5 separate regions of the Mus musculus genome follow, and all the other regions are linked to region 3. The links are chromatin contacts, called in public Hi-C, promoter capture Hi-C and targeted proximity ligation maps. All regions are on one chromosome and are shown on one strand. The core of a region is the stretch at or near the end of the contact, and the rest is flanking DNA. Distances in the headings are between cores, read along the strand shown. Region 1 holds the start of Tmem151a (transmembrane protein 151A). Region 2 holds the start of Slc29a2 (solute carrier family 29 (nucleoside transporters), member 2). Region 3 holds the start of Men1 (multiple endocrine neoplasia 1). Region 4 holds the start of Klc2 (kinesin light chain 2). Region 5 holds the start of Rbm4 (RNA binding motif protein 4).

Region 1 (5,943 bases), core at 2,301-4,800, 1.2 Mb before region 3:
GCCCCCAGCACCTAGCGAGAGGCGGCTGCGACTGAAGGGTAGGCGAGGCCCGCTGGGGCGGGCAGGAGGCAGGGAGTTGCTGCTGACCGAGCGGCGGCAGCGTTGGCAGCCTCGCAGGTAGGCCCCAGAGCTGGCACCCATAACCACAGCCTCCGAGTAGCTGGGCACCAGCTGCCGGTTGGAGCAGATGTGCCACTCAAGCTCTGTGAAGTCCACGGTGGCCACGCGAGAGAGTGGTGGTCCGCTGGGCACAGCCCCTGGGGGCGGTGAGCTGGCACCGAAAAGCTTCTCCACTTGGTAGTGCACATGGGCTGTCCCATAGGCTGCCACCACTCGCAGTGGCCAGGACAGCGTGGCTGCAGACACCAGCCAGAAGACCCAGGCTCGGGCATACCAGGGTGGGCTGCGGGGGTCTGCAAAGACCATGAGGGACTCACGGAAGTCCACATCCTTCAGATGCATGCCCTCCCGGGCCTCTAGGTAGTCGTCCAGGCCCTCATTGGCACTGAAGAAGCGGGCCCTCTGCGTGAGGTACGAGGCCTCGGCCTCAGCACTCCCAAAGCTGAAGCACTTGGTGAAACGCAGCCGCGTGGCTGCGTGGTCTGCCAGGCCCACGAGCTCCTTAGAGACGTCACGGACACCATGTGCACTGTAGTCAAACTCACCCCGAGCTGTGCGACTGTCCGCCCTCTCATGGTAGACCTGTGTGGTGGTATAGGCGTCCCCATTGCGGTAGCGGGTGATCTGGCGTGTGCGGCGCACGTAGTGGTAGCTGGTGGCCTTCCACCAGACACAGGGCGGAGCCTGTTGCAGCCGGTGGATCAGGGCAAGCACTGTGTTGGCATCGGTGCGAGGCGCCTGGCATGACCGCACATGACAGTGCCAGCACTCGGCCAGGTAGAGGAGGTAGAGGAGGGAGACGAAGGCCAATGGGATGTACAGGTAGCCATCCGAGCAGGGACTGGCTGGGTAGGTGGGCGGTGGACCGCCAGCCCCACGAGCCAAGGCTGCCTCAGGCCCCAGGACCAGGCGGGGCACAGTGGCTAAGCGACACCAGGCCACCACAGCCCCACAGGCATGGATGAGCAGTGTAAGGAGCAGGCACTTCCAGTGAGACTCTCGACACAGAGAGCCTCCCAGGGACTGCTTCAGGGGCCGCTGCTGCGGGGTGGGCAGAGAAAGGAGAGGAAGATGTCAGTGGGGAACCACTAGTAGGAAGGAGGTGGACCCACTTTACAGAAGAAGAAACTGAGGCTTCTATTGATTGAGCGTTTTTTTTTTGCAGCAAGTCTCACAGTAGCAAACCTTGTTTATCTGTTATGAGCTTGCCTCCTCCTGTGCCCCGTGCCCTGCTGTTAGCAGCCCCCTACCCGAATAAGATCCCAACAGAGAAGAAATGACCCCGCCCCCCCTCCCCCAATGACTACCTAGAAATCTGATTTCTGGCAGTTGCTGTTCTGTCTCTAATCCTCTGTGTGCATTTGGCTACATTTTTACTCTCTCTGCCTCTGGATTTTGGTTATGGTGATCTAGGAGGCTGATGTGGTAAGAAGTGGTGTGTGTGTGTGTGTGTGTGTGTGTGTGTGTGTGTGTGTGCAGGCTAAGGAGCCCCAGCTCTACACCTTCTTCTCAGTGTGATTTGGGCGGACCCCTCACCTACTCCAACCCTGTTTTCTCATCTGCACACCTGGCTGTTGAGGATTCAGAGAGATCACATGTGGGAATTTGTTAGCACAGGGTCTGGCCCTGGGAATAAACACTTTTGCTGCTACCCTGTGGCTCCCACTGGTCCCCTGTTCCACAAGGGATGGCAGGAGACTCGGAAGAGGCTGTTAAGTCGGGGTGGGGGTGGGGGAGATGAGGAATGGGAGAGGTGTAAGTCTCAGGCCTAGGAGCAGATAGAGGGCCACCCTCCATCCCTAATCTGCTGAGGGAAGGGGTGGGACACAAGTTGCTGGGCAGCACAAAGTACTTTTTGACCCAAAGATCTTGGCATATTCTCCATGGTAGAACTGCCAGCCTGGCTACCTCAGCTCTGGTGTCAATAGAAGAGAAGGAAATGGGAAGGGGAAAGGGAACTGGAGAGAAAAGGTGGAGGGTATAGAGTGGGAGTCTGGGTAATGTCACCTACTCAGTCCTACCATACCTCGAGAGGCCCAAAAGGAGAGGAGACTGGCCCCCAGACCCATCCAGAGCAGCCTGGTCCCATGGTGCATGAAATTTACAGGTGCATTCTGCCACTTAGACCTGTGCCAGCCAGGGGCACACACCCACCCATCCACACCTCCAACACAGGCTCATCATAGACCCACCTACCACAAAGGAACACCATCGCTCATTAAGAAACAACAGAACCTCACTTATTTTCAGAGAACAAACATCAGGGCTGTAGCAAGGTACACCCACACACTCAAGACCACATCAGCACAGGGCATATGCACATACATGTTACACTCTGGCACCTAGACATGTAAGACCCTCACCTGACCACAGTGCATGCCTACCCCACCCTATAGCAACCTGACACCCACAGTCCATACTTAGCAACACACTAGAGAGGCACAGCATGAAATCATACACACCCACACTCTTGGGTGAAGACCCAAGGCAAGGGACCCACCAGAGGCTCACCTGACTACAGGGTATATATGTTTCTACTGAAGACACAGGGAACACATCACCAGAATTCTTTCACACACACACACACACACACACACACACACACCACAAAATGCATTTATATCCGCTCACACATGCAGACCACACACCACCCTGTTTTCCACACCTATCATCTTACACTTGGCACATCCTCCTAGCTAGAGCTGGGGAGGGGGTCTGGGGATCTCAGCCACTGGAGTGGGCCCTCAGTCCTCACCTGGGGGTGGGGGAGAGAAAGGTATCAGCAGGCTCCGCTCCTTTCTCTTCCGTTTTTCCCTCCCCCACCTCCAGTCCCTGCCACCGCTACTGCATTGCAGGCACCGCCCGACACCTCGTGAGCAACTGGGCTGGACTGGGGGCCTGACCCCATGGCCCAAGCAGTCACGGACAGCATCCCCGGCTGCGCTATGGAACAGGGACGTGTGGGGGCCACAGGGGCTGACGTCACAGGACAGGAGAAGATGGTTGAGGGGGCGTCGAGGGTCAGGGTCTCCCCTACATTCCTGCCATCTATTCCTGCCTTGACCTACGTGGATCCCGAAGCCTCGACCCCTACCAGAACGCTGTCTCCCCAATGACGTCATTGCTGGAGGGGCTCCGGGACTTTCCTCCTCAATCCCTCTCCGGGGATCGCCCCTCTACTTGTCCCCTTCACCTCTCTACAGCCCTGGCTTCTTTCCCACTACTCGCCCCCGGTACCTCCTCTCGCAGCGGCTCGCCGTCCGGAACGAGCGCGGGCACCTCCCCGCAGTCTCCACCTTCGCCCTCCGGCATGGTGTCCTGGCTGCTTCGGCTGCCAGGCCCTGGCTCGGGGCATGATAAGCAGGGGTGCGGGGGGGCTGCGGTGCGGCCCCGAGGGGCGTCCGCTCGGCTCGGCGGCCGCTGAAGAGTGCGCGGAGCCCAGCCCGAGCGCGGCGGCGTTGGCGGCCGCGGTGCCCGGCGCCCCGCCCTCCGCTGACCCCGCCCCCGCAGCACCGGTGGCGCCGCTGGCCGCGCCTGGCACCGCGGGCACACCCCATCTCCACCCCCTCGCCTGTGGGAAGCCCAGTCTGGACCGCCGGACGCCTGGTTTCTCTAGCCGCGCTCGCGCTTGCGACCTTGGGCGAGTCCTTGCTCTGCGGCACCCGAGTCTCCCCAACTGAGTAATGAAGACGGCCATGGTGGGTGGACGTCCGCAGGTTCCTCTCTAGGGAATAGGCCCAGCACTAAGCCCACCCAGACTTCACCCCATAAGCTTTGCTTGTTGACAGTTAATACCCAGAAGGGAAAGACAGTCTCATCTGCTGGATTACAGGCTGGTGGGCTGGAGCCAGGGCACCAGGAACTCTAGGCTGCGCGACTTTTGACCAGCATGTTCAAGCCATAAACTCAGCCTTTCTATCTGAGAAATGGGAATGATAATATGTTGGATTAAAGTCACTAGCATGTTTAGGCCAGGCGGGGGCGGGGTGTGTGTGTGATAGGTTTGCCCTGCATGGGACACCCTTTTCTCAGGTGTGTATAGCTCACGGGGCTGGTTTCTCACATTTCAGAGGCCTCAAATTCAGAGATTCACCTACCTCTGCCTCCTGAGCTGGGACTAAAAGTATATTTCACTGTCCTCCATCTTTGCTTATTTTGTGTTTACTTTTAAAATTACTATTTTATTTTATATGTGTTTTGCCTGTATGTTTGTCTGTACACCACATACAAGCAGTGCCCACAGAGGGCAGAGGAGGGTGTTCGATCCCCTGGAACTGGAATGATAGATGGTTGTGAGCTGCTGAGTGAATAATGGGAATCTAAGCAGGTCCTTTGGAAGAGCGACCATCTCTCCAACCGCACCCATTTGTTTACTTATTGGGCCTAAATGTTTTCTGGCTATTGTCTATATGTAGTTAGTGTGCCTGGGCACTAGGAAGACATAGATAGGTGTTAGGAATGACATAGTTCCTGTCCTCATGGAAAATATTCAGGGAAAATCTGATTAAAGAGGGGTTTAGAACCCAGACTCTAGCCATCACTCTGGGCCATGGTCAAGCCTCCGTTCCCTTTGTCCCTCTGTAAGGGCTAAAGTGATCCCCCCTTTTATTTTTATTTTTTAAAGGTGTATTTATTTTATGTATGAGTGCTCTATCTGCACGTACACCTGCATGCCAGAAGAGGGCATCAGATCCCATTACAGATGGTTGTGAGCCACCATGTGGTTTCTGGGAATTGAAGTCAGGACCTCTGGGTTTTTTTGATTGTTTGTTTGTTTGGTTGGTTGTTTTTTTTTTTTTTTTTTTCTGAGACAGGGTTTCTCTGTATAGCCCTGGTTGTCCTGGAACTATTTTGTAGACCTCGAACTCGTGATTTTGTAGGCTGGCCTTGAACTCGTGATCCTCCTGCCTCTGCCTCCTTCACCAAATCCTACCGGCGTACGCATCCACAACTGGCAAGATTTATTTATTTATTTTATATATACAATACACAATAGCTGTATAGATAGTTGTGAGCCATTGTGTGGTTGCTGGGACCTTCGGAGAGCAGTCAGCCAATGCTCTTAACCACTGAGCCATCTCTCCAGTCCCGATCTCCCCCCCCCCCCAAAATTAATTACATGTTAAATGTATTTGTTCTGTGTATCTCTCTCTGGGCGGGATGGTGCAAAGAGGTGCACTTTAACATAGCTCGAGTGTACAAATCGGAGGAAGATTTTTCGGAGTTGGCTCTCTTCTTCCACCGTCTGGGAATTGAATTTAGGTTCTCAGGCTTGGCAGTCTGCTGAGCCATCTCACAAGCAAGCTAACATGACTCTTAAAGGATTTGGACAAATGGATAAAAAGGGAAAGGCATATCTCCCGCATCCCAGGCGGAGGAGCAAAAGCAGCTGTTGGACAGCATGGGCTGAGTTTGGGGATCAGAAAAGTCTGACCTTATGCAACTAAACGCTGAGTAGTTAGTCAGCTGTAAGTATCCGAGGGTGTGTCATGCTATCTAGAGAATAGTACCTGACAGTCTGTGAGAGAGGGACCCTTGGAGGGATTGTCTCCAGCGACGATGGGAGTGGTTACAGCCTGGGTGGGAAGAAAAGAGCCTAGGAGACTAGGAGTGAAGCTTACGGGCCTCACTTGGAGATCACAGGACTGGTGATGACTCAGGAGACCTTCAGGAGACAGGTCACTACACCTCTGCCTCCCAAATCTCCCGGACCACTGGAGAAAGCGATGGAACAAGGCCCAGTACAGATTCCTGTCCCATGTATACCACCAGGACTTCGTATCTTCTGGGTGGTCTCAGTTTCTGTCTCCTGCCCCATGCGTG
Region 2 (5,882 bases), core at 2,166-4,665, 1.3 Mb before region 3:
CATCTTTCTGACAAAACAACTAAAGCCATCTCCTTAAACTTTCTTCCTAAAATTATTTTAATCAAATCAGGAATTCTATCAAGTCATCATTTCACCTAAACAGCATTAATTCATGAAAGTTCATCTTCATGCTAATCTGCAGGAAGTTTGCCCAACAGAGTGGGCCATCACCCAGGAAGTAATCACACCAGGCTACAGGCAGTGAGGGTCTCCTGGTGTCCACTCACACCAAGCCACATAAATGAGGACTATGGCAAAGACAAGCTGAGAAAGCACATCAGCCCCAAGAAGCAATCCTGGGACCAAGTCTCTGGGGCTGTGCTTCACTAGAGTGCGCCCATCAATGCTGAGCAAGATGGTAGGCAGGCTCCAGGGAGCTCAATTATCAGCTGCAACTCTTCCTGCATGGTGTCTGCCAATCCTCTGCAAGTGGATCAAATACAGCAAGTGCTCTTAAGCACTGAGCCATCACTCTAACTGGCACGGGAAAGGAACAAAACAAACAAACAAACAAACAACTTCTTTTGGGGAAATGAGCAGAGTTCGGTTCCCAGCACTCACATCAGACACCTTACACTCTTTCACAACTCTAGCTCCAGGGGATCTGTCTTAGTCAGTGCTCTATTGCTGAGAAGAGATACCATAGCCAAGGCAGCTCTTAAGCATTTAATTGGGACTGGCTTACAGTTTAGAGGTTTAGTCCATCCTCACGGTGGGGAGCATGGCTGCGTGCAGGCAGGCCTGGTGCTGCAGGAGCTGGGTCATACGGTTCACCCACTGCCTTGGATGTGCCACATTAGTGCAGGATTTGAAGGAGGGAGATTGAGTTGCCGTCCAGCTACTACACAGAGCTCTGTCCTGTAAATCTCAAACTGTGCTACAAATAAAACCAACATTTTTTTTTAAACCACCCTGATAATTTTCTGAACCTGGGCTGTAAGTCCACTTGACATGCAGACATAGTGAATTATCTGTAAGGTTTAAATATGCACAGCATTTTCCAGCAACTTGGCCAACTGTCTGCAGAGAGACAGCTGCATTGTTTCATTTGGAGTTTCGCCAAGCCTTGGTCTCCATTCCAGTATGGCACATCCTCAGGACACAGGATTTTTTGGGATTTTGCTTTTTTTGTTTTTTGTTTTTTTTGTTTTTTTTTTTTTGTTTGTTTTTTTGAGACAGGGCTTCTCTGTGTAGCCCTGGCTGTCCTGGAACTCACTTTGTAGACCAGGCTGGCCTTGAACTCAGAAATCCGCCTGCCTCTGCCTCCTGAGTGCTGGGATTAAAGGCGTGTGCCACCACGTCCGGCAAAATATTATTTATGTATTTATGTATGTGAGTGCACTGTAGCTGTCTTCAGACACACCAGAAGAGTGTGCATCAGAGCCCATTACAGATGGTGTGAGCCACCATGTGGTTGCTGGGAATTGAACTCAGGACCTGTGCGAGAGCAGTCAGTGCTCTTAACTGCTGAGCCATCTCTCCAGCCCACACCAGTGGCCTTTAAGAGTCTGCTTTTGGTGCCCCTGCCGTGTGTTTAAAACTGGTTTTATAAAGAGGGGCTAAGCTTGTGACTGCTTCATGTGTCTGAGCACTAACCAATCACATACTTATTATTTTATTACTAAGTGTTTTCCTTTCTTGCCTCCCTTAGGATGTCACTGTGCCATCAAAAATTGTCCTGCCTGGGTTCTGTTATGCACAGCATTTCGCCACAAAGTAGAAGCAAAATATTGGTTAATTACAGATCCCCAGTCAGGCTGAGCTGAGAATCTGAGGTAAAATCCAACTCCTCCCAGCCAAAGGGATCTATTAGTATGTCCCATAGTGTGCCAGCACTCTCCTGTCCCCGGTCCTGGTACAGGCCGTTCCTTCTCTGAAACGCCTCATCCCCTTCCATCCCAGCCCAAGACAACAGACTGCTCCCCAGACCCTCATCTCCATCTTCAAGATGGTGCCAGGGCAACATCCCACCCCCTGTCCCACTTTGACTCACTCTCCTATCACTGTCAAGTAGGAAACAGGTCAGTAATAGTTATTAGAATAAGCATTCGAAAAATGCAAGTGACTAACTGTGTGTAGGTAAAACTGTCGAGAGATGCTCAAGGCAGAGGGGATGAAGAGGCCTTGAAAACCTGTTAGAACTGAACTCAAGACTGTCCCTCTTGGCATAATGGAAGTCTGGAAAGAAAACTTAAAGAGTAACTGTCTTTCCCAGTGTAATCCATTGCTGTCTTTTCCCTAACGTCACCAGCTAGGGTTAGATGCAGCCCAGGGGTAAGAGTGTTTGCCTCGCATGCACAGGGCTCTGAGTTCAGTTCCCAGTACCACACAGTCATCTGCAGTCCACCATGATCTAAGGAACCACCTTCGATGAGCCAAGCCTGGTGGCTAGATTCCGGGAACAGGACAGAACAGGGATAGTAACAGCATGGTCTGGCTGATACATAGGAAAAACATTCTAAAAAACTATATTCTTTAGAAGACACACATTTATATAACCTTGTATATATATACTTTTATATATTCATATTTATTTGTATTTATTACTTAGAAGCACGTGTGCCACTGTGCTTGTGTGGAGGTTAGGGAACAATTTGCTGGAGTCGCTTCAGTTTTTCTAACATATGGGTCCTGGGCGTGGCCTCGGGGCATCAGGCTTGGCAGCAAACGCTCTCACCAGTCCACATAAATATATTTCTTTTTCTTTTTTTTTTTTTTTTTTTCGTTTTTTTGAGACAGGGTTTCTCTGTATAGTCCTGAATATATCCTGGAACTCACTCTGTGGACCAGACTGGCCTCGGACTCAGAAATCCGCCTGCCTCTGCCTCCCAAATGCTGGGATTAAAGGCGTGCGCCACCACGCCTAGTGAAAATTAGGTTTTTAAGCACTCCTGAGGGTGGCAGTGGCGACTACAGGGGAGGGGGCCGAACGTCACCTGGGCCACGATTCCCTCCAGAGCCTTTGTTCAATCCTCCTTGTTGGACCCAGGTACCGTAGGAGGGCCTATCTGTCCGTCTTCCACATATGTTGGGGATTTTCGTTTGCAAAAGTGCCTCGACCTCTGGGGGAACTCCCTCGGAGCACCGCGCTGGGACCTTCTGCGACAATTGATGACACTGGCTTCTTCCTTCTGGTCGGACTTACTTCCTAATCTGCTTAGAGCTTAGAGGGCTCCAAACCTTAGAACACGCCAAGAGGAAGAACCTCCCAGCTAGATCGACTGTGCCCAACAACCACCGGACCCCTTCCCTCCTGCGCAGTCCTTATCCCTTCCCCAGAGATTCCGGACCCGTGCCTAAGGAGAAGACGGGTGCGAGGCGAAGGGACGGCGGTGAGACACAGCTTCAGGCGCGGAAGCAAGCTAGAAGGCGGAACCTAATACCCTAAAGGCACAGCCACCAGCGAGGCGGAGTCTGGAGAGCGGGCGTCCGGGGGAGGGGAGCAATGGCTCTTTGTTCCCGCCCTGGAGGCGGAGCCGAGGTCCGAGCCTGCAAAACGTGGTCCGCAGTGTAACCCAACCCCGACCCTCCGCTACGGCGCTCCGACCTTGGGATTCCTGGACACCGACCAGCGTCGCTCTCCTTCGGCCTCCCAGCCCTGCGTAGGCGCAGGTGCAGCCGCCTTCTGTGGGCCTGGTGCAATAGGACTGCGGCAACCATGGCGCGGGGAAACGCCCCTCGGGACAGGTGAGGTGGGAACCCATGTGCTGCGTACCGTGGCCCAGGTGGCCACGAGCCTTTGAATTCCCGCTCGTCTTGATGCTCCTGGGCTCAAAGACGAACGGGACTACAATTCCCATCAGCCGATTCCCTTAGCTGCTTGAGCCAGGGTGATGGGGATTGTAGTCCGTTCTACTGAGGGGCGGCTAGGGCGGCCCAGGCGTACGTCCTCGGGGTGACCTTCTGATTGATCCCCACAGCTACCACCTGGTTGGGATCAGCTTCTTCATTCTGGGACTGGGCACCCTTCTCCCCTGGAACTTCTTCATTACCGCCATCCCGGTGAGACCCGCGGCCGCTGGGCAACCTCATGGCCACAAACCAACATCCCTCCAGCCGTCTTGAACTGAGCCACTTTCCTCACCAGGCCACTTACTACAGCTCAGCCTGTCAGGGACAGCACCAAGCCTCATAGAGGGAACCGCCTCTCCCCTGGCTAGGCAAACTTTTAGGAAGGTACAGATCTCAGAGGTGCAGGGCCATCCACGTAGGGAGTCTGACCAGCAAAGGAGTTTCCATCCCATGCCCTTTGTCGTTATTTTTGGCCAGTCACTCCAAAGTGTCTTTTTTCCAAGCCTTTGGCTTTCTTTGCAATGACATGAGTTACAGTCATTCAACTAATAATTAATGAGCAACTACTGTAGACAGATGTGGAGGAAGGCCCGATTCCCCAAAGCATGCATTCTTTTATAGAAAGGCAGAAATCTATAGCTTGTTTTCTCCTTTTTGTTTTATTGTTGTTGTTGTTTTCGTTTTTTTCGAGACAGGGTTTCTCTGTGTAGCCCTGGCTGTCCTAGAACTCACTCTGTAGACCAGGCTGGCCTCGAACTCAGAGATCTGCCTGCCTCTGCCTTCTGAGTGCTGGGATTAAAGGCGTGCATCACCACTGCCTAACTTTTGTGTTTTCTTTAGAATAGGGTTATTCAAACATATTCAGTGGGTTAACTTCCCAGGTGTCTGTGGAGTGCTGGCATCGGTGCTGGACCCTGATACCCAAAGATGGATCAGCTACTGAATCTGAGAGACACAGAGCCAGGGCTATTAATAATGAAACAAGACACGTGCCAGGCCATTCCACCCTGAAGCAGAGAGCTATAAAGGTTCTCAAAAGAAATTTCTTCTGCTTCATAGAAAAGATTTGTAAATTAGGAACTGAGCAGACAAAGGGTGGAAGCAAAGCGCATCCTATTTAGAGAAAGATCTGGAGCCTGCAGCTTACCAGAATGGAAGGATGCTAAACCGTGAGGTCTGCCTTGCAGGCAGGGTACGCATAAGAGTGCTGGGCTCTGTGTGCCCGAGAAAACGGATTGGCTTAGTTCCCAAGCTAAGGCCTCGCATACAGTAGATGTTCAATAAGTACCCATGGAATGAATAAGGGTTGAGGTGGTTATAGCAGGGGAATGGAGGCTAGGTCCAGGACACTGAAAAGGAGATGGAACCCAGAGATGCAGCAAGACCTTGGGCTCAGGCGCAGCAGTTAGCCATCTTTAATCCCAGCACTCTGGAGGCAGAGGCAGGCAGATTTCTGAGTTCAAGGCCAGCCTGGTCTACAAAGTGAGTTCCAGGACAGCCAGGGCTATACAGAGAAACCCTGTCTCGAAAAAAAAAAACAAACAAAGACAGCCCCACAGATGTTAACCAAACAAAGATGCTCAATTGACAAGTGTGGGGGGGTGCTTTCTGACCTTACACTGTCTACACCGTCTCTGTGTGGCAGTACTTCCAGGGGCGGTTAGCAGGGACCAACAGCAGTGCTGAGACCATGGGCACCAACCACACCAGTCCCACAGACACTTTCAACTTCAACAACTGGGTGACACTGCTGTCCCAGCTGCCTCTACTGCTCTTCACGCTCCTCAACTCCTTCCTGTATCAGTGGTGAGAACCAGCCCCAACCACCCTCTCCCTGTCACAGTCACAGAGGCCCGGGACACCTCCTGCTCCTCTCCTTCCCTGCTCCCACCTCATCACTCCAGCTCCCCTGCCCTGCCCCCTCTGCCATCTGCTCCTGGTGGCCCCCTGATGTCCTCTGCCCTCTTCTGAGCAGCATCCCCGAGTCGGTGCGGATTCTGGGCAGCCTGCTGGCCATACTACTGCTCTTTGCCCTGACAGCAGCGTTGGTGAAGGTGGACTTGAGCCCTGGGCTGTTCTTCTCTGTCACC
Region 3 (5,626 bases), core at 1,355-3,854:
ATTACCTACGTACCATGTTAGGATAGACTAGAGACCTCCCTGGATTCATACATTCAAGCTCTTTTATAATAAATTAGGGGGCTGGAAAGATGGCTCACAGGTTAAGAGCACTGGCTGCTCTTCCAGAGGTTCTGAGTTCAATTCCCAGCAACCACTGGTGGCTCACGACCATCTTAATCTGATGCCCCTCTCTGGTGTGACAGCAACAGTGTATTTACATAAAACAAATAAATCTTTAAGGAATAAAAAATTATACATAAATAAAAAATAATTAGTATTTTAATTTTTAAGTCTGTTTTTGTTTTGTCTTGTTTTGGGTTTTTTGTTTTGTTTTTTTGTTTTTTGGTTTTTCAAGATAGGGTTTCTCTGTATAGCCCTGGCTGTCCTGGAACTCATTCTGTAGACCAGGCTGGCCTCAAACTCAGAAATCTGCCTGCCTCTGCCTCCCAAGGCATGTGCCACCATGCCTAGCAATTTTTTTTTTTTAGTAATTTTTTTTATTGAAGTTTATGTGTACGGGTGTTTTGCCTGCATGTATGCCTGTGTTCCACATGTATCATGGAAGCTAAAAGAGGACATTGGATTCTGTGATATCTGATTTACAGACAGTTGTGAGCCACCACCGGAACCTCTGGAAGAGCAGTCAGTGCTCTTAACAGCTGAGCCCTTTCTCCAGCCCCAATTTTTGTGTTTGTTTTCTGAGACAGGATCTCACTATGTAGCCGTGGCTGGCCTGGAACTTGTTTGCAGAGTACTAGGATTAAAGGTATGCATCACCATGACCAGCCCCTCTTCAAAAGAATAATATATAGTTTATTCTAAAGCCAAATTTGAGTAACCATGGTCCAGGAATACAAATTTAGGTTAATCCAAACTCCATGTTCCAATATGACAGCAATTTCTTAGCTTTACAGAACAAAGAAACTTAAAAATCAAAGAAACTTTAAAATGCATGGGTAGATGTAGCTGGATGGTGATGGCTCACACCTTTAACCCCAGCACTCAGGCAGAGACAATCAGATCTCTCTGAGTTTGAGGCCAGCCTGGTCTACAGAGTGAATTCCAAGACATCCATGGCTACACAGAAAAACCCTGTCTCTAAAAACAAAAAACAAAACAGACAAACAAACAACCAAAAAAGAAAGAAAGAAAGAAAGAAAGAAAGAAAGAAAGAAAGGAAGGAAGAAAGGAAGAAAGAAAGAAAGGAAGAGGTTCTGCTTGTATATGTGTGTGGTGTCTTTACACCTGTGTAAGGAGCTGCTCAGATGTGGAAAACAGAAAGATCACATATCCTTCTTTATGACTCTCTCTGTCTTCTTCCCTTTACACAGGCTCTCTCTCTGAACCTGCAGCTAGGTCGTTAGGCAGGAAGTCCCAAGACCCTCCTCCCTTTAACCCCCACACTGACCCCATTCCCCATCCATGCCCTATAATGCTAGGATTCCAAACGTATAAGTGAATTCTGGGTATTTGAACTCAGGTCCTCCTACTGGTACAACAAAAGGCTCTCAGCTGCTACATCATCTCCTCAGCTTCATCTATTGAGGTCTTGGTCTCAGACAAAAAGACTTCGTTTTGGAAACAGGGTCATTACAGACTTCGTGAATTAAGATGAGGTCATGAAGCCTTGTGGGAGGGGTGGTGCCATGTGGACTGGTGGTGAACATCTATAATCCCAGCATGGTGGAGGCTGAGGCAGGAATATTGTGAGTCTGTGGCCAGTCTGAACTAAAAAGCAAGATCCTGTCTAAGGTAAAACTGACCTTGAACTTCCTGATTTTTTTTTTCTTTTCTTTCCTTAATTTTATTTTACCTATGTGTGTGCATAAGGTGCCTGCTTGGAGCCTGCAGAGGACAGCAGAGAACATTGGACCTCCTAAAGTGGGGCTAAAGACCCAGTTGTGAGCAAACATGTACATACTGGGAACGCAGGGTCCTGAGCCAGAGCCGCCAGGGCTCTTAACTCTGAGTCATCTCTGAAGTCCACCCTGAGTTCCTTGCCTCTAATTTCAAGGACTGGTATTGGATCATAGACCAGTCTTGCCTTGAGCTCACCAAAATCCTTCTGCCTCCGCCGTACTGTGTTCAGCCTTGCATTCTTTTTAGGTGTGGATGTTTCGTCTGCCTTTTTATGTGTGTGCACCAAGTCAAGCTTGGTGGAGGTCAGAGAAAAGCATGGGTCCTCTGGAAGTGGAGTTACAGATGGTGAGCCACAATGTGGGTGTGGGGACCTAAACTTGATCCCAGGTCCTTTGCAAAAGCAACAAGTGCTCTGAACAGCTGAACCAGGTCTCCAGCCTCCTTGTAGTGTTTTAGAGCAACAGTTTCCCTCACATCTTAAACTGGCCATAATACACACTGCAGGGGCGCTACTGCGCCTGAGTTTAATCCTAGGACTACAATCTCCCAGAAGTCACGGAGGAACTTCTTCTGGCGTGATCCTAGATGACCAATCGTTGAGGAGCTCAGCTTACCCGCCCTGGAGCAGCAGGACTACTTCTTCCATAAGCCATTGCGGGTTTGGCTGTCATTTTCAGATTTAGAGAGGGCCGGGTGAGCAAGGACTCCCCATTTCCCAGCAGGCAGTGCGGCCATAGGAGGCGCGGGACTTCATTTCCCAGCAGGCTTCAGGCGGCGGGCGCCGCGGTGCCTTGTGTGGGATGTAAGCGCGGAGGTGGGCGCGGGGGACCGAAGCCGGGACTCTCCTTGGGACTTGTGGGAGGCTGGTTTGGGTTTGCCTTCTGGACAGGCTCCAGAGGGCCGGGTAGAGATTGTAGGGACTGGAGGGGCGGCCTTTGAGGGTCCCCAATAGGTCTTTGGGAGCAGCCTCATCGGGGCTGGGGGTCCCGGAATTGTAAGGAACTAGAAGGCCCTATATAGCCTTGGTTGAAGGGTCTCAGAAACCGAGCCGCCGCCCGTGAGCACAGGACGAAGCGGCTGGCGAAGCAGAATTGTGGCGGAGGGTAGAGCCTTAGCCGAGCCTGGGAGGGGGCTCTCTCGCCGAGCCCGACCCTCCCTCCCTCGGCTCGCCCGCAGGCCACCGCCCGCCGCCATGGGGCTGAAGGCCGCCCAGAAGACGCTGTTCCCTCTGCGCTCTATCGACGACGTGGTGCGCCTGTTTGCTGCAGAGCTGGGCCGAGAGGAGCCTGACCTGGTGCTCCTGTCCTTGGTCCTGGGCTTCGTGGAGCATTTCCTGGCTGTCAACCGTGTCATCCCCACCAACGTGCCGGAGCTCACCTTCCAGCCCAGCCCCGCACCCGACCCTCCTGGTGGCCTCACCTACTTCCCGGTGGCCGACCTATCCATCATTGCTGCCCTCTATGCCCGATTCACCGCTCAGATCCGCGGCGCTGTGGACCTCTCCCTCTATCCTCGAGAGGGAGGTGTTTCTAGTCGCGAACTGGTAAAAAAGGTCTCGGATGTCATATGGAACAGCCTCAGCCGCTCCTACTTCAAGGACCGGGCCCACATCCAGTCCCTCTTCAGCTTCATCACAGGTTGGAGTCAGACAGGTGGTCAGGAGAGCAAATGAGTGTTGTCTTACCTCTTCTCATGTCTGAACAATATGGCTTATAGCCCTTTTGAGACTTGTAAACCTTGTGTGGTGGGGCAGGTATTATTTCTCCTTCGCAGTTGTGGAAAGAGAATTCTGAAGAGGGGAATGTCAGAATGACAGGGCTGAGACTGGAACCTGGTCATTTGGTGCCAGCTTTTACTCCCCAGTCTTTCAACAGTCCCAGCCCTGCCATTGAATAGCCAGAGGGATCTGGCAGCCCAACATATGGGGAAAGAAGGTGGTAGCAGACTGGGGAGGTAGGACAAATGGGTGGGTACATTTGAGACAATTAAGATTATACCTTTGAAAATATTTTGAAAGGAAGCACGGGCTTGACTAAGGACAAAGTGCTTCAGCTCTCCGTGCAATGTACTGAGCAAGCATCTGAGGCCTCTTGTGAGCTTTGAGGAAAAAAGTGCAGAGATAAATCAGAACATGAAGAAGGGAGGGGTGGGGGTTCGTGGGGTCATGGGCTTGCTCTCCTTGACACAGTCTGATAGCTGTACAATAGACACTGGGTTAAGTCATTATGTTAACAGAAGTACTTGGTGTAGAAAAGGGAGGGGCAGTTTCTGGCTGGGTGGACCTGAGATCCAGAAGGGTTCTGGGGTTGGGTTATTGGGAGGGAGCTGCTGCGAGCATAAAAGGGTGAACATAGTGGATAGGGTGTGTGATGCCTGGATACAGGCTTGAGAGGTGCTAGAGGGGGCATGGCTCCCTTCTTCCAGGACAGAGCTCTCATGACTGCCCTTTACCACAGGCACCAAACTGGACAGCTCGGGCGTGGCCTTTGCAGTGGTAGGGGCCTGCCAGGCTCTGGGTCTCAGAGATGTCCATCTGGCCCTGTCTGAAGATCATGCTTGGGTGGTGTTTGGGCCCAACGGGGAGCAGACAGCTGAGGTGACGTGGCACGGCAAAGGCAACGAGGACCGCAGAGGCCAGACAGTCAATGCCGGTGTGGCTGAGCGGGTATTGTATCTTCCCTCCATTGTGCCCTTTTCCTTCTGTGAGTCTAAGTGACCTGAGGGATTCTGCTCCCCAGGCCAGGCTCCCCTACCACTGTCCCTCTGTGTTTATGTACCAAGGCGGGGGGCGGAGGCAGGGCAGGTGAATTGATTTACGTTGCTGTGCCCTAGAGCAGGCTCAAGGTGGTACATCCTGAGATGTCTGCTTTTCTCCCTTTCCAAGAGCTGGCTGTACCTGAAGGGGTCGTACATGCGCTGCGACCGTAAGATGGAGGTGGCGTTCATGGTGTGTGCCATCAACCCTTCCATCGATCTTCACACTGACTCTTTGGAACTGTTGCAACTACAGCAGGTGAGGAGACTGCCCCAGCCCAGGACCTTCCCTTCCCCTTCTGTACAGAGAACTGATCCTTTCCAATGCACACGAAGGGCTTTGTGAGTCTTTACTCCTAGCCCTTCTGTGGTGGGAGGGCGCTGTTTCCTCTGGTCACTTCTCTAGCTGACTGGGGCTCCCTTCTACTTACCACGCCCCTCTCCCTTTGGCTCTAGAAGCTGCTCTGGCTGCTGTATGACCTCGGACATCTGGAAAGGTCAGTGGAAGGCTATGATCAGATAGGCTTTGTGGGGATCAGGGAACTGAGTGATAGCCTGATTTTATGATCTGTTCCCAGATACCCCATGGCGCTAGGGAACTTGGCAGACCTGGAGGAGCTGGAGCCTACCCCGGGCCGGCCAGACCCACTCACCCTTTATCACAAGGTGAGGGCATCTCAGAAAACAGCAGCTCCTTTCTGGGGATGGAGAGGAGAGAGGTGAAAAGGGAAGAACTCTGTGTGTTGGAGGGTATTTCCTGCCTTACTTTGTGTAGGGCATGTGTGTAATGAGGGTAGTTCTGTGTTTAAGAAGAGCCCTGGCTCCCCCAGCTAGGAGTGGCAGGGCCCGATTGATCCCACAAGCCCTGCAGTTTTCAGCTGCCCTTTATTATCCTGGCTATAGCCTGTGGTAGCACTGTGGAGAGATGTTAGCTTGCTCATTGTGGTAGGAGGCTGGTTGGGCTTGAAGTCTTTACACAGGACCATGTGGTGAAGAAACCTGCCCCAGGCTT
Region 4 (5,874 bases), core at 3,006-5,505, 1.2 Mb before region 3:
CTTCTGCTGTGTCCCTGCCAGCTCCTCACGCAACCACTGGTTCTCTTGTACCAGGCGCCGCACCTGAGCCCGCAGCTTCTGCTTCTCTGACTCCACAGCCCCCAGATGGCTTGATAATGCCAGGATCACCTGTGCAGCCAGCCAGACCAAGGTCAGAATCCTAGCCATCACTTTGCCTATAACTACTGCCTCAGTCACCTGGAGGCCAGTGAAGGGCTGGGCCCTGGCTAGGTAAATGTCAGGCCTCCTAAGTTCTCCCCTTCCCAGGACCGCAGACCTACATCTAAGACCGAAGAGTAGGTTTGGTAATTTTGCTGGCCAAGATCCTGTAGGATCTGAGCTCTCAGACTCTCCCTTTGTTCCCCTTTGGTTACAATCTACCCACTGTAGCTATCACCAATATATTACTGCTTCCTGTCTAGGGCTAGTGATTGTTCAAAGAACCCTGAAGGGTGGCTGACAGGACACAAAGAGACCTCACCCTAATCTGCTAAGGGTCCACAGCCCTGTCTGCCTGCTGAAGGGAGGCAGCATATGTCCTAAGTCCCTAAAGGGTGGAAAGGGCTGCACTGGCCTTAGTCCCAACACCCAGCTCTTTTAACATCTGACTCTCCAGGTGTCCGTTAGTCATGGGCCTTGGTATAGGCTATATGTTCCTATCCATGCTTCTCAGACCAGGATCACTGCCTCTTTTCAGTCATGCCTCCCCCATGCTCCATCTCCACTGCCTGTAACCTCTATGACACTCTGTTCCCTATCTGTGAAAGACCTGCAGCCTAGAACCCTGCAGAACTATCTCTGTAACTGACAGCGAAGAGAGGAGGTAACACATTGCCTTTCCAGAAGGTTGGAGTCTAGGACCCTGTATTTTCTACTTAGTTAGCAAATGTTTTTTATTTTATTTCTTCTTCTTCTTTTTTTGGTTTTGGGAGACAGGGTTTTTCTGTGTAGCGCTGGCTGTCCTGGAACTCACTCTGTAGACCAGGCTGGCCTTGAACTCAGAAATCTGCCTGCCAAGTGATGGGATTAAAGGCATGCGCCACCACTGCCTGGCTATTTTTTCATTTTTTTTAAAGACAAGTTTTCTTTATGTAGCCCTGTCTGTCTTGGAACTTGTTCTGTAGACTAGGCTGGCCTCGAACTCAGGTATTCACCTACTTTTGCCTCTAGAGTGCTGGAATTAAAGGTGTGGGCCACTCTACTTGGATATTTGAAAACATTTCAAGGGATAGGTGTTTTTATAACCACTAATCTTAAAAAAAAAAAAAAAAAAAAAAAAAGTCCAGATGGCACATGCTCTGTTCCAGCACTTAGGAGGCAGAGGCAGAGGCAGGTGGATCTCTGTGAGTTCAGAGCCAGCTTGATCTACATAGTAAGTTTCAGGACAGCCAGGGTTATGTAGAGACCGTCTCAAAAACAAAACAAAACAAAACAAGTCCTCAAACAACCTGGAAGTACATACAATAGATGGCATGACCACTATGTTTTTTGGGAGGGTGGGGGGACATGTTGGTTTGGGGTTTTTTTTTTGGGTTTTTTTTGTTTGTTTGTTTTTCGAGACAGGGTTTCTCTGTGGAATCTGAGCTCTCAGACTCTCCCTTTGTTCCCCTTTGGTTACAATCTACCCACTGTAGCTAACACCAATATATTACTGCTTCCTGTCTAGGGCTAGTGATTGTTCAAAGAACCCTGAAGGGTGGCTGACAGGAACTCACTTTGTAGACCAGGCTGGCCTAGAACTCAGAAATCTGCCTGCCTCTGCCTCCCGAGTGGGATTAAAGGCGTGTGCCACCACACTCAACTTGGTTTGGGTTTTTGAGACAGGATTTTTCTGTCCTGGAACTCAGTGTAGATAAGGCTAGCCTTGAACTTGGAAATCTGCTTGCCTCTGCTTCCCAAGAACTGCCATGCCTTGCTTGCTATTTTAAAGACAAAGAAATTAAGACAATACAAGCACCCCAGAATTTCTGGATCCAGGCAGTGGCTTGGCCAAGAACCACAGAGAACAAAACCCTTCTCTATCCGACAGCCCAGTATATGGGGAACTAAACAGTCTTTCTTCCTGAAACTTGCTAAAAGCACAAACATCCAGGAGTTGTGCTGCCCCCACCCCAGTCTAGAACTGGTGTCTCCATGGCTACCCCTCTAATTCAAACTCCCTTCTAGCCTAGCAGTGGCTTCCTTGTCACTTGTTCCAAGAGTCCATCCTTGGCCTACTAAGGTTAACTCTCCATAGCTCCCAGAGAGATCTCAGAAGCTAAGTCAGGCATCTTCTGCTTGTTAGACCCTTCCACAGGCCACCTGATGGCCTGGACATATTCTGTCTTCTGCTTCCTCACAGCCTCTAGTGTCCCTCTCGCCCTCTCCGTAAGTTCTAGGTACACCATTCTTGTCTCCCTTCAAGCCCACGAGCTCTCCTACCTCGGTCTTTACACATGCAGCTGTCCTCTAGTTGCCTCTTTGGAGGCCAGCCCTTGAGCTAAAGTCATCTCAGAGAAGTCTTGCCTGATCAATAGACAAGACTCCCTTCTACAAACTGTCACAAGATCTTACTGTCCCTGGAGCACTGATCACAACTTGTTTCAAGTAACTAGTTGAATGTGTGTTTCTCTTCTCCTGTTGTACTAGGGGGGAAAATCATCTTATTTTGTTTTGAAGGGACAGTAGGGGAGCCAGGATCTTACTATGTGACTGACCCAAGCTGGCCTGGAGCTTGGGATCCTACTGCCTTCACCTCTCAAGAGCTGGGATTGCAGATACCATGCCTAGGGAGGACACAGACCTTGTCTGCATTCAATCTGCATCCTGAGCATTAACACACTGTAGCTCAGCACACAGTAAGTGAGAAGCTATACAACTTAATGAATTCATGCATAATTGTATTGTGAGGGGAGGTTACTAAAGTATTTCTGCTTTCTTCTGTCATCCCAGTCTGTTAGGTAGAATGAGGCCTGAATGGCATAGCTCAGTGTGAGGTAAGGGTGCCCGTTGGGGCAGGGCGCAGGGCTGGCATTTCCAAAGTGTATTCATTGAACGTTGCTTATTGTCCTAACGTGACGCTCTGAAAGACTTGTGTTTCCTTGCTGAGGGTGTTCCTACATCACCAGGGCCCTTCGGGTAATCTTCCACCACAGCCCCAACACTGACCTACCTGAGCCTCCCCAAGCCCCAGCTCGATGGCCTCCAGGGAGCGGCGCAGGAGGAGGCAGCGCTCCTGTGAGCCCGGCTCGGCCTCGCCTGCTTCATGAGAAGCTAGGGGAGCTAGCAGGGCACGATGCTCCCCTCTCAGGGTCTCTAAACCCTGGATCACCGCCTTGGTGCCCAGCACTATCTCGTCCTGACTCAGCTTCTCCTCTCGAGGAAGCACCATCGTGGCCATGGTCGTGCCGTCTGTGGAGGCAAGGGGTGGGGCAGGCGGACGCCAGGCCTAGGGCCACACCGCCGTCCACCCCAAGTTAGGTAAACACCGGGAGGTCCCCGGACGCCTAGGTCCCTATGGATGTCCAGATCCCTCAGCCCGCAGTCCTCGCCGTGCCAGCACGCGGCCTACAGGGGGCGCGCCAGGCTCGTCTAGCCTAGGGAGACGCAATGCGGTGTGACTGAAGTGAGGCTGGACCCCGATTCCGCCCCAGACCACCGGCTCAGGCCAGTTGATCTAAAGCCCATCTTCGAGAGTTATTCGGAACTGTCCTAATCGGTACACAGAGCACTAGGGCATTGCAAGGCGTTCCCAAGTCAGACGCCACAGGCTCTCCGGGCAACTGGGTCTCAGCCCTGGCGACAGCCCCTTTCCCAGGGCAAGCGGAACCACGAGCCCCTCCCCCAGGGCCGACCGAGCCCCGCCACCCCGTCCCCGCCCCCGCCGCTCCGGGGAGACTGCGGTCTTTAGTTTCGGGACAGGTCTCTTCAGGCCGCGCCCACAACGACCCCTCCCGCAGGCTGGCCTGAGGCCCGCAGACCCTCCCTAGAAAAGGCCGGATTCCCAGCCCCAGCCCGGGACCGCGCCCCCTCCCCGCGGGCCGGTCGGGTCCTCCCACAGGCCGCGCCCACGACCACGACGACTCCTCCTCTAGGCCGACCTGCAACCGCTCCTCACTGTCCGGCTTGACTGGGTCTCCCGGCCCAACCGGCCGGCGCCGACCTGCACCTTCTGCTTTGGCCCGGCTCCGGCTCCTGCTCCTGTCCCGCTTCACCCGGATCCTCGACCGTGAGCTCGTCTCGCTGCCTCCATCCCGCCGGCCTTCCCAGCAGTCCCCGCGCCGCCTTAAAGGTGAAGCCGCTACCTCGGCGGCGTCGGAGGGGGCGAAACACGCTCCAGCCGGCCAGCTCGCTGCCTTAAAGGGGCCCCGCAGGCCTGGCCGGCTTCGGGGTGGGGCCAGCCCAGACGGGACGCAGAGGGGCGTGGCTGGACTCGCCCCCTCGGACCAGAGCTTCCAGGTCTGTGCGCTCTGCGGAGCTCCGACCCCGGACCAGAGTGACTGAGGAGCAAGAAGGCCGACCTCCTCAGATTCCAGAGCGAGTCGGTCCACATTGATTGACTGTCAAGTGTTTTTGTCGATGTCTTAGTGCATTGACTTAATGCTCACAAAGGGCTGGTGAGGTGGGTGTTGCCATTACCCACCTCTCACACATCTGACCCCCCAGCCCCCTCCGCGCTCTAGAGACGCACCTCTTACCGGCTTCGGAGGTGACTGTGCCTGTAGGGAATTCTCAGCATCTAGGTTTGCTTTGTGAGGGAACAGAAGGAGGCTTCTGGTTAAAAAGGAGAATTGGGTGGGAAGGAGCGTGTGGAGGTCGGTGGAGAAGGGAGAAGATCCACGCCCCTGAGGGGAATATCTGGGTGGATACTGCTGACCAGATAAGGAGGTCAGACGAGTGCCTTTGGATTGTGGTGGTGTCATTGGGGGGCCTCAGATTGGGTGTCACCAACTCGGAAGGAAAGACCTCTGTGCTAGATAGTTTTATGTCAACTTGACACAAACTAGGGTCATTGAACAGATGGGAATCTCGGCTGAGAAGATGCTGCCATAGGATCGGGCTGCAGGAAAACCTGTTTTCTTACTGATTGTTGTGGGAGGGCCCAGGCCAGGGTAGGTGAGGCCAGAAGGCAGTTCTGAGCAAGTTCAGAGGGCAAGCCCAGAAGCAGCACTCCTTCATGGGCTCTGCATCAGCTCCTTTCTCTGGGTTCTGTTCTCTCTGGGTGCCTGTCCTGACTTCCTTCACTGGATGAAGAGTGCACCAAATAAACCCTTTTGGTCACTGTGTTTCCACACAGCAATATTAACTCTAACTAGGACGGCCTCTTTGGTCCCTATCCCACTAGATTCTACAGTACTCTTCCCATCTCTACTCCACACCCACTTGGTGCTGACACAACATCGGCCTTTCTAACATTTTTCTTGTTTTGCCTTCTGGAATGTAGGTCATCACCTGTTGGCTGGGGCCTGGGGTAGATAGAGAATGTGGTAGCAATCAGTAGACGGCTACCTTACAAAGCGTGCGGAGGGGAGGGGATGGCTGAAAGGATGCCTCGGTGGTGAAGAGCATTTGTTTCTCCTGCTCAGGACTTGAGTTTCATTTGCAGCACCCATTGGCTCACAACCATCTTTACCATTTCCAGGGCATCGATAGATACCGCCATCTGAGTTCAGCAGGCACTAGGAACTCATGTGGTACACACACATACTTGCAAGTGAAACACTCATACACATAAAAAATAAATCAGAAAGCCAGGCGTGGTTGGTGCACGCCTTTAATCCCAGCACTTAGAAGGCAGAGGCAGGTGGATTTCTGAGTTTGAGGCCAGCCTGGTCTACAAAGTGAGTTCCAGGACAGCCAGGGCTATACAGAGAAACCCTGTCTTGAAAAACAAAA
Region 5 (5,590 bases), core at 2,592-5,091, 1.5 Mb before region 3:
TGAAGGCAGAAAAATGGCTTGAGCCCAGGAGTTTAAGGCCAACCTGGGTAATATAAATGAAGAAAGGAGGGGAGAAGAGATTGTCTCCAGCTGTGGCTCAGCAGCAGAATGCCCTGGGCTCCATCCATCTCTAACACCACTTTCTAAAAATATATTAAGGGAAATAGTGTAAAATTAGCCAGTCACAGGTCAACATCAGAGCCAGAGTTTAGGATACCCAATTACAAGAACACGTCCTCAAAACACACCACAGGTCGCCCTTACACACAGAACGGCCACAAGCACACACTTTGTGATTGAAATGCTAAAAAGCCTCTAAAAACTAGGTACCATACCACAGCCCTCCACAAAAAGCAGTCTTTGCTTCCAATTAAGTTGTTGACAAAATAATTCTCAGCTTCCAATTAAAAGAGAAAAGCAAACTAGACCTGAGAGACCTGTGACATTTTTAATAATACACAGCAATACCCATGACACAGGGCATTTGTCACAGGGGGTGGAGAGTCAGACTCTCAGAAACATTTAAGGAAAATGAATAAAGATGGCAGTAAAGCACTATTCAAAAGTAGTACTGAACAAAGAACTAGCCACTACTTTGTGTCAAAACAGCCAGAACCCAAGTCTGAAATATAGTTCTAGGGGTCTATGCATTCACAGTATGTACATACACACCACACACTCAAGCACACACATAAAGTTTTATGTGTGTGTGTGTGTGTGTGTGTGTGTGTGTGTGTGTGATTTAAAGAAAAGAAATACAGTTATAGGTCTGGTGGGATGGCTCAGCAGTTAAGAGCACTTCCTGTTCTTCCAAAGGTCCTGGGTTAAATTCCCAGCACCTGTATCATTTCCTGGCTCACAACTATCAGACTCTAGTTCCAGGAGGGGATCTGACACCCTCTTCATTTGCACTCTAGAGGCCACATACACAAATCTTTCAAAATCTTTGTGTGTGGGCATATATTTTCTTCTTCGTTCTTTTTTTTTGTTTGTTTAAAGAAACATAGCTATGAGTTACAAGACTACGCTATGATATGCAAGTTCAAAAACTGACTCTTGGAGCCTAAAAGGATGAGAGGAGTTGAAAGTTCAGCAGGCAATTCAACCAAGTGTTTTGGGTTTTTTTTGTTTGTTTTCTTGAGACAGGTTTCTTTGGGTAGCTTTGGTTGTACTAGAACAGGCTGGCCTCGTTCCACCTGCCTCTGACTCTCAAGTGCTGGGACTATTTAAAGGCATTTGCCACCATCACCCAGCTTCAACAGTCTTTTAAATGCCGCTCTTGACAAGAAACTTTTAATCTTAAAACAAAATACCTCCCAAATCAAATGATAATGCACATCAGCACCCAAGCTGCCCTCCACGCACGCACAATTCCGCTGGCCAGGACTCCATGCACATATAAACTAGCCCAAGATGTCTAAATCAATCGACCCCTATATGCACATGGAACCAACCGGAAGACATGCCATTACTGCTCCAAATCCCAATGCCTCCTCCCTAAATTCTTAAAAAATTACAAAAATAAATAAAAAGAAATCAATCTTCTAAGTGGTTTTTCAAATATAACTCCTTGGCACAAAAGTAGAACAAAATTAAATAGAGCTACAACTTTTGAAGCTCATTATTTGTACTGAAAAAGAACTGAGACAAGAGGGTAAGTTCAACCCAGAATTCTGTCCCTATAAGTGTCCTTTTCTTCTGATCTCCCTCTATCAAGTGCAACACAACAGTGATCCTGTGCTGTGCTGAGCCAATAAAAGCCAGAGGCAAGCACTTTGCAATGGGCGACGGTGGGGGCTGGGGGCTGGGGCCCAGCAGGTGAAGTCTTCAGAGAAAGGACTTCAAAACAGGCTCAAAGCCTTAAAGGGCTCAACATAAAAGCCAAGCTCTTTTCCCCCCTCTAGACCATCATTCTCCATTTTATGAAATTTATTGCACATATTTTGCATTGTTTCTGAAAGCTTCACAAAAAAGAGGGTCAGTGGACTATTCCACAAGTAAAAGAAGCCCTTGTCACCTAACTACCTGAGTTCCATCCACGGGACCCACATGGTAGGAGAGAACATGAAAACACACACACACACACACACACACACACACAAAAGCTTTTGTTCAAGTGTATCACTGATCCTTCATCAGCCAGCAAAATCCTTCCATCCCAATGCCTTCCTTTTCTCAACCAATTCATTCCTAACAGCCTTGTACTGAGCACTCCAAAAGAGTGATTCACCTTGAAACTCTGTGTTGTCGAGGCCCCTGATGGCCTCCACCGCATCCTCTGCCCGCTCCATGTGTACAAAGGCATAATCTTTCACGATGTCACATTCGATGACTGGGCCGTACTCCTCAAACTTGGCCCGAAGCTCTTGGTTGGTACAAGTGGGGCTGATGTTGCCCACGTGTAACTTGGTTGAAGCTTTGCTCTTATTCTTGCTGGCTTCCACATTGATGTTCACTCCGTGCAGCTTGTAGTGGTGCAGGTTGCGTATGGCATCCTCAGCGGCCGTCTTGTCCTCTATGTGCACAAAGCCATAATTCTTAATGATGTCACATTCCAGCACCTTCCCGTACTGCTCGAAGAGTGAGCGGATCTCCTGCTCTGTGGCCTCCCGGGGCAGATTTCCAATGAACAGCTTCACCATCTCCACACAGCCTGCAAGTAGAGAAACAAGATTTTTAGGAGAAGACCTCAAGTCCATAGCAACTGTTAAAAAAAGGGAAAAAAAAAATCAAATAAATAAATGGCTCCCATCATCTCCTTTCACTTTAGCACATAGTCCCAAAAGTTTTCTCCTACAGGCATGCTCTTACATCTCCAATCAGTAACAAATGTGGAGTTCAACAAGAGCCTGCTTCTATTTCTCACAAGAAGTTCTATAAAGAGGAAAAATGTAACAAGGCAGACTTTTGTAGACAAAGGGGATTTTGCGGTGTGGCTCCAACCTACAGCACGGTACATTATAGGCAAGTATTCCGCCACTGAGTTACACTTCCCCTGCCCCAGACAAAGGAATAACGCTCTAAGTTTTCAGCATAAATAAAAAAAATGCTACAGGTACTGAGAGCTACTCACTTTGACATTTGAAAACAAGATTCTAACTACTAGACTTGCTAATTATAATTACTTCAAATTAGCTCTTCCTCTCTTAGCAACCATTTCCGGAAAAGTGGGAATTTCACTCGGAGTAGTGAGTTCCGGGATCAACCAGATAAAAAGCAGGGAAATATAGAAAATGCCCGAGTAGGAGGAGTCCTCTGGGGTGGGGGTGGGGGTGGGGCATGTCATTACAGGCTCCTACAGAAGAACTGGTCAAAGACTGGTGCTACAGTTTGGTGAGGAAGCCAACAATGCCCAGGGCATGACAGATTCTCCAGCCTAAATCTAAGATTTATCTAGGTGGAAACCCCAAAGAAGATTGAGCAAAGCAGAGGGTAAGGTGGACAAAAGAAAGCTATTCCGGGAGTAGAGAACGAGGACTTGGAGGAAGGTTGTTTCAGGCTTACCGCACTAAGTCGAGGACCGATGTCGGCTCTCAGGGACGGGTGCGCAGACCGCAACCCCACTATGCCAACCCTGACACCCACCGGAGTCAGGTAAGTTTTTTTAACAGAGAAAAGAACACAGTGGAAGAACGTGGAGTATCTCACCGCATGGATACCTGCAGGTCCTCCTCCTTGCAGCGCGGACGGTTCTGACAAAACGCTAAAATGGCGGCGGCCACAGCAGTGACTCTGGGTAGAAAGAGGGGTGAACCTACCCACCGGATTGGCCGTTCGGTAAAGTAAAAGGCTGGCGTTCCCGGAGATCCTCTTCCTGATTGGTTACCCGGAACGCCAATTACCTGAGAGGCCAGGAAGAGGTGGAAACGTCAGTAACCTGGACCTTTTATATGAAAGCCAATGAGCACCCAGCCTAGTGAAACTGAAGCCACTGATTGGGCAAGAGGTCCATCTGAAGGTGGAGCTAGAAACGCGGAATTCTTCAAAGCGCGGCCAGCCATTAGGCAGAATGAACAAGGTGCCGTGCGTCAGTGGGGCAACCTGTAGCTTCGTGGCTCCCAACTTTGTTAAGCTTTCACATTTTGTCACTTACACGTGCACATCCTGACAAAATTCAAGTTCTGTCACCACAATTCCGCACCGGTCCCTAGCTGAGCGTCACCACGCCCCGCAACGTGGATATTGCATCAGTCAACCTACCCAGACCTCCCGGCGATAGCCAAGCTCCCGCCCCTACTTAAAAAGCAACCCCCACTTTCCAATGTAGTCCTTCTGAGTCTCAAGTTACCAAAATTATAAGTATCTTTATGTAATTTTAAAACTCTAAAACAGTCAGTGGATCCAGCTTCGATAACAGTTCAATGGCCCAGACAATAGGGTGGTCAGAGACGTAGGAGACACAGGGGTTAAGGTTCCCTTTAGGAAACAGCCTCCCACCTCCCCAAAAGGTGTGAAAAACAGAGATTGAAAATCGACACCCCATCCCACCCCAACTTCACCCCGCCAAGAGAAGAAACAAAAAACAAAACAAAAAACGGGAACAGCAATTTTTGATTTTGTTTGGTTTTATTGGGCTCCATTAGCCAAAACTAAGTTTAAATTCCCTAAAACTGACCTTGGAAAAAAGGCTTGTGACAATCAGCTGTAAACAAGTACAAACGAACATTCTTCACAGGGTCCAAATTCCCTCATCACATTTTTCTCACCCACTGGCTGCTTCACATAATCCCATACTCATTGAGCAAGCAACTTTAGTCATGACCCTCTGCAACGCAGCTTCTTAAGATGGAGATAACCGGGAAAGGTGCTGAATGGAGAACTTAAAGGTGAACAGGCAGAAAGCAGGGGGAACTTCATGAGAACAGGATGATTGGGAGTAAAATAACAAATAGAGCATACTACCTCCCAAAACTGCCACAAAAGAAAGAAAAAGTCAAACAAAAGGCAGAGACAGAAAATAAGCTACTGGATTCTATAGCAGAAAATTAGTCTATAATTTAAGGCTAGGAAATAGGCCCCTTAAAAAGTAACAATATGACATTAAATATGGCCATGGCTTCATTCTGCAGCACCTGAGACTGAGTAAAAGCCACCTGAGATCTGTAATACAAGTTCTGCTGTCCTGCACAGGCCCTTTCAGAGGGGATCTAAAATGCACAGCCACATCTCAATATGCACCCAGAAATGCATAGGGTATAGAAATCATTTTCTCTCAGTTTAATCATCTTTCTTATGCCAAAATTCCTGGAGGTTGGGGTTACAGTAGCAAACAAGACCAATTCACTCCACTAAACTGGACTGGCTCCCGGTCTGAAGGGGAAGAGCCTGCTAACAAGCCAAGGGAACCACTATCCCCACAGTGTGCAGACAGACAGACAGCCCTCACCCTGTGACCAATCCCCAAGTGGAAATAGTCTCCAGACAATACCACCGCTGGAGTTAAATGCCAGACGGTCTATACAGCAAGTCCCAAGCTTGCCAGGCCTATATAGTGTGACTTGGTCTAAAGGAAAAACCGGGGACGGGGATCCAAGCTTCGTGGTCTAACAAACCTACCCATCCAGTCTCCTTAGTTATTACCAGCCCTCCA

The links. Promoter capture Hi-C pulls out the DNA fragments that hold promoters and counts their contacts. Hi-C and Micro-C count contacts between places; a contact is called where the count stands out from the background. Capture Hi-C pulls out chosen DNA fragments and counts their contacts.
Region 1: a contact with region 3 is called in a promoter capture Hi-C map of adipose tissue, with 2.1 times the contacts expected there. A contact is called at or near these places in 3 of 39 promoter capture datasets (erythroid cells and liver), 1 of 484 Hi-C or Micro-C datasets (B cells), 1 of 130 datasets of targeted methods (pancreatic cancer cells) and 2 of 9 other capture datasets (adipose tissue and liver).
Region 2: a targeted proximity ligation map of astrocytes shows a contact between it and region 3, with 2.1 times the contacts expected there. A contact is called at or near these places in 1 of 39 promoter capture datasets (liver), 2 of 130 datasets of targeted methods (astrocytes and pancreatic cancer cells) and 2 of 9 other capture datasets (adipose tissue and liver).
Region 4: a promoter capture Hi-C map of liver shows a contact between it and region 3, with 4 times the contacts expected there. A contact is called at or near these places in 1 of 39 promoter capture datasets (liver) and 2 of 130 datasets of targeted methods (astrocytes and embryonic forebrain).
Region 5: a Hi-C map of B cells shows a contact between it and region 3, with 6 read pairs. A contact is called at or near these places in 1 of 39 promoter capture datasets (pre-B cells), 1 of 484 Hi-C or Micro-C datasets (B cells) and 1 of 9 other capture datasets (adipose tissue).

The regions. Positions count from the first base shown.
Region 1 is chr19:5,081,941-5,087,883 of GRCm38.p6, forward strand. It overlaps Tmem151a (transmembrane protein 151A), which reads right to left and starts at 3,551. Exons shown (of 2, transcript NM_001001885.2): 1 at 3,358-3,551; 2 at 1-1,161. The coding sequence starts at 3,432.
Region 2 is chr19:5,020,591-5,026,472 of GRCm38.p6, forward strand. It overlaps Slc29a2 (solute carrier family 29 (nucleoside transporters), member 2), which reads left to right and starts at 3,416. Exons shown (of 12, transcript NM_007854.3): 1 at 3,416-3,687; 2 at 3,921-4,002; 3 at 5,438-5,598; 4 at 5,768-5,882. The coding sequence starts at 3,659.
Region 3 is chr19:6,332,409-6,338,034 of GRCm38.p6, forward strand. Men1 (multiple endocrine neoplasia 1) reads left to right here and starts at 2,605. Exons shown (of 10, transcript NM_001168489.1): 1 at 2,605-2,674; 2 at 3,037-3,497; 3 at 4,317-4,525; 4 at 4,745-4,873; 5 at 5,071-5,111; 6 at 5,193-5,280. The coding sequence starts at 3,053.
Region 4 is chr19:5,114,043-5,119,916 of GRCm38.p6, forward strand. It overlaps Klc2 (kinesin light chain 2), which reads right to left and starts at 4,256. Exons shown (of 16, transcript NM_008451.3): 1 at 4,080-4,256; 2 at 3,152-3,390; 3 at 1-129. The coding sequence starts at 3,379. It overlaps LOC115489018 (a long non-coding RNA gene), which reads left to right and starts at 91. Exons shown (of 2, transcript XR_003952889.1): 1 at 91-151; 2 at 2,659-5,290.
Region 5 is chr19:4,790,168-4,795,757 of GRCm38.p6, forward strand. Rbm4 (RNA binding motif protein 4) reads right to left here and starts at 3,842. Exons shown (of 4, transcript NM_001290122.1): 1 at 3,649-3,842; 2 at 2,231-2,653. The coding sequence starts at 2,642. Gm21992 (predicted gene 21992) reads right to left here. Exons shown (of 3, transcript NR_157185.1): 2 at 3,649-3,842.